Linked DNA regions of Anas platyrhynchos: region 1 is linked to region 2. A link is a contact called in public Hi-C data. All regions are on one chromosome and are shown on one strand. Each heading gives the region's core, a stretch centred on a gene start, on an enhancer-like site or on the middle of the called end of the contact. The rest is flanking DNA. Distances are from core to core; before and after follow the strand shown.

Region 1 (4,388 bases), core at 1,302-3,801, 43 kb before region 2:
TTACAAAAAACAGCGGTGTTCAGTGTCTGAATCTTGACATTTATGCTTTTATCTGTTATCTGCAGTATTAATGTAGTATTCTAATCTAGGGTATAGGGTTCATTGTTTTCAAAATAAATTTAATTCACAAGCCATTTTGAGTATGCTAAGTATATGATGTTGATTCGGCAAAGTAATAGGATGGCACAAACCACGAATACTACAAACGAATTTCAATGTTTAGCATTGTTTGGGCAAGACTCAGTTGTACGTCCTTTATACAGCTGGCTGTATGTAAGAAGAAAGCTTCACTTACCTTTAAATATTTCTCAGACCTCCCCTCCAGATAGAGGCACTTGAGTATTTTCATTATTTATTTATTTTAAATCACAGCAATCTCGTATAATAGTATTATTAACCTATACAAATAATGCCTCAAGGATGGGCTGCTGCTAAAATCCTTCTCTCAAAGAATGGTATTTGGTTATGAACCTTCTGCTATACAGTGCGTAGCGATGTCTGTTTACATCACCCACGTGCACAGCAGAAAACACTCAAATAGCTATCTGAAGAGGAGACTCAATTACTTTTCCTGTAATAACTTCTCTTACTTTCCCATCAATGATTTCTCCACCCACGTTGTGGTGAAGTCAGCAAGTTGCTTTATTCTTTTTGATAGGACGCTGAATTGATCCATGCTCCAGGAAGGAAGATTGACACTTCCTCCAGTACAGCTGCCACCTCCCTTTCACTAGATGTCAGTATTGCTATTCCTCGACAGAGCTCAGCAGTAGTAAAAAAAAAAAAATACATAAAGCAATTTTTCATCTTTAAAACCGCAGACTGCACCATCATCCGAGACAAAGGTAGAAACCAAGTGACATTTCTGCTCTGCAAAGCTACGCACAGTGCAGTCAAATGAATGTTTTGTTGTCACTGAGTTAAACCCAAATGAAACTCACCACCTCTGTGTTAAATGATGTATGCTAGCCCAGCTTATGAAATAAACATCCTAAAACCACATCATATGCAGTTTCAACATAATTAAATAAATGACTGCATTTTATAAGGCACATTCATTTAGACTTCAGATACTTGCCTCCGTTAACCACTCTTTGATCTGCTCCAGAATTAGGACTGAAATCTGAAGTATGGGATCCAGACCGTGAAATTGGTGGGCCTGATCCAGACTGGCCCATCCTTGGTGAGTTTTGTCTTCCACTTCCCCAAGACAAGACATCTCTGTTTCTCTGTCCAGGTGGGACATATTTATTTTCCCTGAAACAGAGCAAATTTGTATCAGCGTTGAGGAAGAACTAGAAGATAACGAAAAGTACCTGTTCAAGGGTTCTATTGATACTTCGTCTTTCTTAAATCAAGCTCAAGGAAAATTTAATTTATAATCTGATGTTGACCTAATGATCACCTCATGAATTTACCCTTTGATACTTACCACACGTTCCACTTCCTATGAGCCCACAGACAGTGAATGATTTAGTACTAACGCCCAAAATTCTCCGTGACATGCTGAAACCACTGCCTTTTCCTGTAATTTGGTATGAATTCACCACAGTGAAATATCAGAATGGAGAAGTCTGTTTCATTACAGATAATACAGGGCCAGGCAGAGGTGTACAAGTCAGCATGAGTGCCAAAAACAGCACGCAATTGTTTACACAAGATTCCTAACCTAATCAGCCCTGCTGAAAAAGCACATTTTCAATGAGTAAATTGCTACTTCACCAAAATATGTACATCATTTAAATAAAAATACTATTCATAGTGTATGCCAGTACCTAGTGTTCACACTATGCCCTTCTCGTTCATTAGCATTTCTCTGAACAGCAGTATATTTTTCTTCTTCTGTTCTTTCATCATTTTCCAAGGCAACCCGAGCTTTGTATTGGGCACTTGATTCAATTTCCTCTGCTAATTGAGTTGCTCTGGCTTCTCGTTTTAAAAACTCTTCTGAATTATCTCTTTCTAATGGCACCCTAAAAGACAATGGAAAGGAAAAGAACCTCAGAAATGCATTCAAAAGTACAAAGAATCTACAAAATTACAATGTTAATTCTAACCAAGTGATGTTTAAATAAATAAATAAATAAAACACAAACTGCTTTTAAGCCAGGAGATTGCTGTGGTTTTTTAGTGTAAGCGTGACAAAATTCCTGGACTGGTCTGACATTACGTGCAAATTCTGTGTTATTTACCTGCCCAGAGAGCTATGGTCAGGGTGGAGAGTTTTTCTGTACGACTTGTGGATTCCCCAATCCCTAAAGCTATGCAAAGGCTCCAACTTTTAACACGGTCGAGTACATTAGCAATAAAAAGCCCTAGTCTATTGTTTAGATAGGAAGTGAATGCAAGAGACCAAATTTGAATTTCTTTAGCCATTTACACATTCACAATAGACATAAGAGTCCCCAGTCCTATTGAAATTAAGAGTTACAAACTTAATCCTTTGATAATTACAGCCGCAGAATCTCGGCTCTTCCTGTTATGAATAACTGCAGAAGAGATGCAATACATCAGAGCATGGGACCAGAAACCCATGACTCATTTGCCGTGTCCTAGAACCTCAAAACCATTCATCCCATGTGTTATGCTATTAGGTAATACCATATTGCAAGACGCATATGTAGCTCTCTTGGGAAAACTATCAAGTAAGAACTCAATACATGAGCAACAAAATACTAAAATAACTATGTACAGAAGGACATCATAGCTGGCAGTTCCTTCTGTCCATCTGTGGGTTTGCTTGTGTTTTTTTTTGTGTGTGTTTTTTTGCTTGTTTGTGTTTTTTTTTTACCTGTTCTAATTTTTGTTCAAGCATCAGGTTTTACAAAACTATTATGCTCTTTGCCTTTGGTTCAAATTTTGAGTTCTAAAAGTTGTTTCATCTGACCTTACTTTAGAATAAGCTATATAGGGAACACGGCTGAGGCTTTGACAACGTAATACTTGGTATTAGATAATCACTACTGCGCATATTTTGAATAATACAAAAAAAGAACAAAGGAAGTAATTGGAGGTACAGACCAAGTATGAAAATATATGCAAGATTACTCAAGTGTTGGAGGCGGAACTAGGAAAACAAGTGGGTTTGCCAGTTTCAAGCCGGCACTCAGCTACTGCACCACAAGTTTTCCCCCCCAAACACACGCTTTTGGCCAGGTGGGACATCTACTGGCATTATCAATGGTAACTGTAAGAGTATGAAATAAAATCCTTGCCCTTCAGCATGAAGCTTTGGCTGACAAACAAGAGATTCATGAACATAATGCATACAAACCTGGACAAGAAAGGAGAAACCCAACACATGTTCTTTCATTTAAAGTGACGTTTTTAAGACTGAAAAAAGGAGGGGATGTACGTGGTGGCATTATAGGTAACTTAAACATAAGAACAATTTCACATTTTATTAAATGTGATTTTCTAAAATGCAATTAAAGATGAAGCAAAGGGGATAGGCAAGATGGCATTGTTTCAAACCCTGGCAATGAGAGAAGCCCGTACAGCAGCTGATCAGCACGGAATTTTTCTCTAGTGATTTAAAGCCACCTTCATGGTTTTGATCTGTTTCCATCAATAACCATAAAATGGATGGAAGACTAAAGTTCAAAAGTATAAAGAGCACTTTAGCATACTTCACCACTCTAACCACGCTTCCCTAGGATTCAGATATAAGCCAATTAAGACTTTATCATCATATTATAGATCTACTTTAACAAAATAGTAAAAATCAAATTGTTGAACAGGAAACTTGTAGACAAGTACTCCAATTCTACAGCACCTAAAAATCACTGCAATTCCTGGACATTCAAAGCCAGTTTATTATTTTGGGGGTAAAAAGAATGGGCAAACATTAAAATCGTTTCATGATGGTTGTTCAACATCTGCAACTGGTTTGTTTTGCAGTTGCAGTTAACACAACAGCTGCAGACTAAGGGCAGTGTGGATCCATTCCCAAAGTAACTGCAGCAGACTGTACACTTCTTCTGGATTCAGGTTATTATATTGTAACTAAAACCGCAGTTTATATGCCTCCTAAACAAATTACCACAGCTCACAAGCCTCCTTAAAGTATCAAGTACTCAGGATTCCAGTATCTACATGATCAATTGTCACAATCAAATTAGGATTTAGTCAAATTGTCCTGCTGGGTTAAACACAAACTATGGGAATAGCAGCTACACAAAGACAGATTATAGTTTCACAGTTTTGGTATTTTCAACCCTATTTGTAAAAGTTTTTTTGTAAGAAATAAGCATAATTGCATGCCTAAATTCAGAAAATGTTGCAATGGGAATGAGCTGTGCCCATTTAAGGGAATATATACTGATTAATACATCTAACTATTCACAGAAATCTGGCAAGGTTTCTTAAGCACTATTCATTCATTACTT
Region 2 (4,230 bases), core at 34-2,533:
ACCCTTCCTGCCTGCCACAGCCCGGGGCGACTGACCCGCCCTTCCTGCTGGCCTCACGGCTCAGGAGCGTGGCTCCCAGGGAGCTGCCGTGAGTCAGGCATCCTTACTTTGTTTTGTACAGGTGCATGATGCCGTGAACGATTTCAACCGACGGATTCCCGCTGAAGAAGGAGATCTGGTCAGGGAGCTGCTTGGAAGGCGAGTCCGGAGCAGCCTCACGCTCTTTGCTCTGCTCATCGGGGTTGGTTTTGTCCTCAGCAGATGCAGCCTCCGAAGATTTCCTTCCTTCCACGGCACCTTTTGGTTCATCTTTTACAAACCAGAAGCTTTCAGATTACTAACCACACACGAGAAACGCTCACTGTTCCCTGAGCACAGCCTGCAGGAACGCAACCAGACTGAGAAGTTGAACTGTGAGGAATCAAACTGTACCCCTGGAAGGTGGCAGAATGAGACCCAGCTCAGCTTTTTGGTTCTGGGGAGTTGCCAAAAGTCCAGTGAGAGCCCGTAGCAAGACCCTGGTGTGCGAGTTCTGACCTGTGCCGGGTTAAACCCTGACAGGCGGGGTCTGCTTGGTGCCAGGTTAAATCCTGCCAGCTGCCATCACCAACACAGAGCAACCTGGACGGGTTTGCCAAGCACAAGCAAGGCGAGCGCCGTGGTGTCAGCTCCTCCTGCGCTGCTCTGGGGGCATCAGAGACACCACCACAACCCAGACACTACTGTAACCGGGCACTCCTTCCCTTAAACCCCCCCAAAACCCAACCAACCCCCTGGACCCCCTTTTCTAGATACCAGACCCCACCGGGGAGCACCCCAGTAGCAGCAGCAGGCTCCTGCCAGCACCGGGCACCCCCCACACCCCCTCCCCGTACCTGCCCGCGGCCGGATGGTCTCGATGATGACATCGGTGAGCTCCCTGCGGCCCAGGTGCTGGTGCAGGATGGCCGCCCGCTCCCCGGGGCCCTTCCCTTGCAGGCAGGCCGGGGCCGCGCCGCTGCTGTCCGCCGCCATGTCGGGAGCTGTGAGGAGAGGGGGGGGGGTAAACATCAAGGCCTAGCTCCCGGTGTAGGCCCTACCGGGAGCAGGCCGCACTCACCGGCCGCGCTGTAGGCGAAGCCGGCGGGCAGCGGCGAGTGCTCGCCCAGCTCCAGGCGGATCACCACCAGCGACACGCTCATGGGTGGGCCCGGCACGGCCCCGCCCGGCCCCGCCGCCGCCTCCTTTTTTTCCTCCTCCTCCTCCGCCGCCGCCACCGGGAGCTCTGAGGCGCCGCTTCCGCCTCGCGCACCTCTCCCCTCTGACCCCGCCGGGTCACGTCGGCGTGATGACGTCACGAGGGGGCGGGGCTGGGTGGTGTGGGGAGAGAGGGGGCTCGCCGCGGGGGGCTGGCGTGGTTCTCGCGAGGTTTGGCGGTGAGTTCTCGCGAGAGTTGGCGCGCGGGGTGAAGCCGGAGCCGGGGCCTGGCAATGCCCGGCCTGAGGGGAGGGGGGGAGGGGGGGGGCTGTGATCCTGCACGGGCAGGCCGCAGGGCTGGGCCTCGTGGCCCAAAGTGCTTTAAAATGGCTCTGAAACGGCTGCAAAACACCACAAAGTGTCCCCAAAATGGCCCCAACGTGCCCCCAAAACGCCACACAGTGTCTCAAAATGGCCCCAAAGCTCCCAAATGCCGCAAAGTGCCCCAAAATGGCCCCCAAAACGCCACTGAGTGTCTCAAAATGGCCCCAAAGCGCCCAAACGCTATGAAATGCTTCAAAATGGCCCACAATGCCCCCCCAAACGCCACAAGGTGCCCCAAAATGCCCCTCAAACACCACAAGGTGCTCCAAAATGGTCCTAAACGCCTCTAAAAAGCTTCCAAACACCATGAATTACCTCAAAATGGCCTAAAATGGCCCTAAAATGGCCCCCAAACACCACAAAACAGCCCAAAGGGTCCCCAAACACCTCAAAATGCCCCTAAAATGCCCCCAGATGCCTCAAAATGCCCCTAAAACGCCCCAAACTACCACAAAATGGACCAAACTACTTCCAAACGTCTCAAAATTCCCCTAAAACACCCCAAAGCCCCGCCAAACACCCCCAAACATCTCAAAATGCCCCTAAAACGCCCCCAAACACCACAAAACGTCCCAAAATGCCTCAAAATGTCCCAAAGCACCCCCGAAACTCCCTGAAACACCTCCAAATGCCCCCAAACGCCTCAGTCCTTTCCCCTCCCACCTGCCCCTTAGCGTCCCGCAGCTCAGCCCCGGTTCCCCCTCAGAGCCCCGCTGGGTATCAGGCGCTGCCCCGGCCGTCGCTGTGACCCCCTTGATGTTTCCACAGGGCCGGGACATGTTCCTGAGGCGCGCTGCCCGCTCCCCCTGCCCACGTTGGGCCGTGGCCCCGCCGCCCACTGCCTCAGCCCGGTGGATGCGATGTGGCCGGAGCCCTTACAGAGCCGTGGTCTGGGACGCGAGCGGGGTGCTCCTCCCGGCCCCACACAGGACGGCCGCGGGTGCGTGCTCTCATTTCTCATCCAGTCTTCTCGTTCCTGTGCGTGTAGGTAAAATCCGCTTCAAATGGCGCTGGCGGTTGGCTCTGCAGCGGGTGAGATGTTGGAGAAGCTGCAGAGGCTGCGATGGTCACCGCTCGCTGTGCAGCGTTCCCGATTGCGCCATCAGAAGCGCTAGAACTGTCAGCAGCTGGCAACCGTGTTGACATCTCCAGGCCAGGGCCCGGCCACTTCTGGTGATAAATCGGCCCTGTAATGGCACTGGTTGATAGCACCTAACGTTGGCACTGCCCTGCAGGACACAAAGAGCTGTGTTTTTACCCCAAGGGTACCACGCCAAAAATAAAGACGGGGTGCTTTGTCTGGGGAAATGCTAAACCTCTTATCTCTGTGTCTAGGTAAATTATCTCAGCCCATCACATCGGTTCTCATTAGTCTTATCTGTCAGGTTTCAGGGTTGCAGAGGGATTTGAAGCAAGTTTCCCAGTTCTGATGATGCCATATGTGCTCTTTCCTGGCTTTCTTTTCTCTACATAGACTGGGAGGCCCAGAATTGTATTCCAGCTGGCACCATCCAACAAGCTGTAACCTCTGGAGGGGAAAACAGTCCCTCTCTCAAGTACTCAAGAGGAGAGCTGACGACTGTGGAGTTCTTGCAGGAGCTGGGACAGCAGTGCTTTGAGATTGTAAGCCAGCTACCCCTTCCTCTCTTTGTGCTTCCTGACTGCAGGGAAATGGGTTCTGCAAGATGGGAACCTGGTGGTTCAGTAAGGAAAGGGGAGCTTTTAAAATAAATCCTTCAAGGAAGGGTTTGGATTTACCACCTGGGAAGCATTGCTGTCTGATCAGGGCAGGCTTCTCACTGCCGTTATCATTCTGCTACCCAGGCAGGATGGTGAGCAGAACTTGCCTTCACTTCCACCAGCCTCCTCCTCCATATTTCATAGCTTTCTGATCTGAAGACACCTCTGGGATCACCTGAGATGAGAAATCAGAGAATCAAAGGCCAGCTGAAAGGCTTCTGCTGCTAGTTCATACGTGAATGTGCTTGACAGATGGAGACAGTGGTCTCTGAGTAGGGTTCTTAAGATCAGTAGAAGCCTGATGAGGGCTTTTTGAAACATCTGAGTCTGAAATGCAGATTCCTTTCCCTCCTGTTGAATGGTAATCCAGTATTTATCTCTAACCTGCCTCGATTCCATGACAGGATCAGTCTTAGCCTATTCCTCTTTGCCAAAATCGGCTCTTTAGCTTTGCCGCTTCTGTAGAATTAGTAATCTGAGAACCAGATTTGGCCTAAGCAATTTAGCTGGGAGATTCACTGTCTGCCTTCTGCTGCCAGAGGAAGCGGGGCAGCAAGATAAGATGATCGGGCAATCTACCTACCCAACCGCTCTCATTCCCCTTCCTGCTCAAAAACCATCTATGGCTAATTATCATTCTTGGGGGTTTCTCTGGTTTCCTAGGCAAACGTCTGTGTTCCAGTGGACTCTTTTCTCTCCAACTTAATCAGACATGAGATGATAAAACAGCTCCCCACAATGGCAGAAGCCGTGCAGTGTATCCGTGCGGAAGGCCTTAAGACAGCTCTTCTGAGCAACAGCTTCCGTCTGTCAAATGGGGAGAGCTTTCTGCCCCTAGACCAGCAGCACTTCGATGTGGTAAGCCTGGGTGGATTACAAGATGCAGTGCTGAAGCTAGGTCTGTAGAGAGCAGCAACTGAAATACTTTAC

What was found. A called contact is a pair of places that touch in the nucleus more often than the background predicts.
Region 1: a contact with region 2 is called in a Hi-C map of liver, with 1.8 times the contacts expected there. The contact joins the enhancer-like site here to the promoter of ACAD10 in region 2. A contact is called at or near these places in 2 of 8 Hi-C or Micro-C datasets (liver and skeletal muscle).

The regions. Positions count from the first base shown.
Region 1 is chr16:2,181,709-2,186,096 of IASCAAS_PekinDuck_T2T, reverse strand. ATXN2 (ataxin 2) reads right to left here. Exons shown (of 24, transcript XM_072024483.1): 8 at 1,776-1,973; 9 at 1,079-1,257. Among named protein-coding and RNA genes, the nearest start is that of ATXN2, 21 kb to the right of the region's middle. Within about 2 kb of position 2,551, at least 2 of the 8 cell types and tissues checked have an H3K27ac peak or open chromatin away from gene starts, as enhancers often do.
Region 2 is chr16:2,137,599-2,141,828 of IASCAAS_PekinDuck_T2T, reverse strand. It overlaps ACAD10 (acyl-CoA dehydrogenase family member 10), which reads left to right and starts at 1,283. Exons shown (of 15, transcript XM_072024163.1): 1 at 1,283-1,415; 2 at 2,329-2,895; 3 at 3,035-3,183; 4 at 3,964-4,158. The coding sequence starts at 2,868. It overlaps BRAP (BRCA1 associated protein), which reads right to left and starts at 1,326. Exons shown (of 12, transcript XM_038187363.2): 1 at 1,100-1,326; 2 at 876-1,022; 3 at 108-309. The coding sequence starts at 1,181.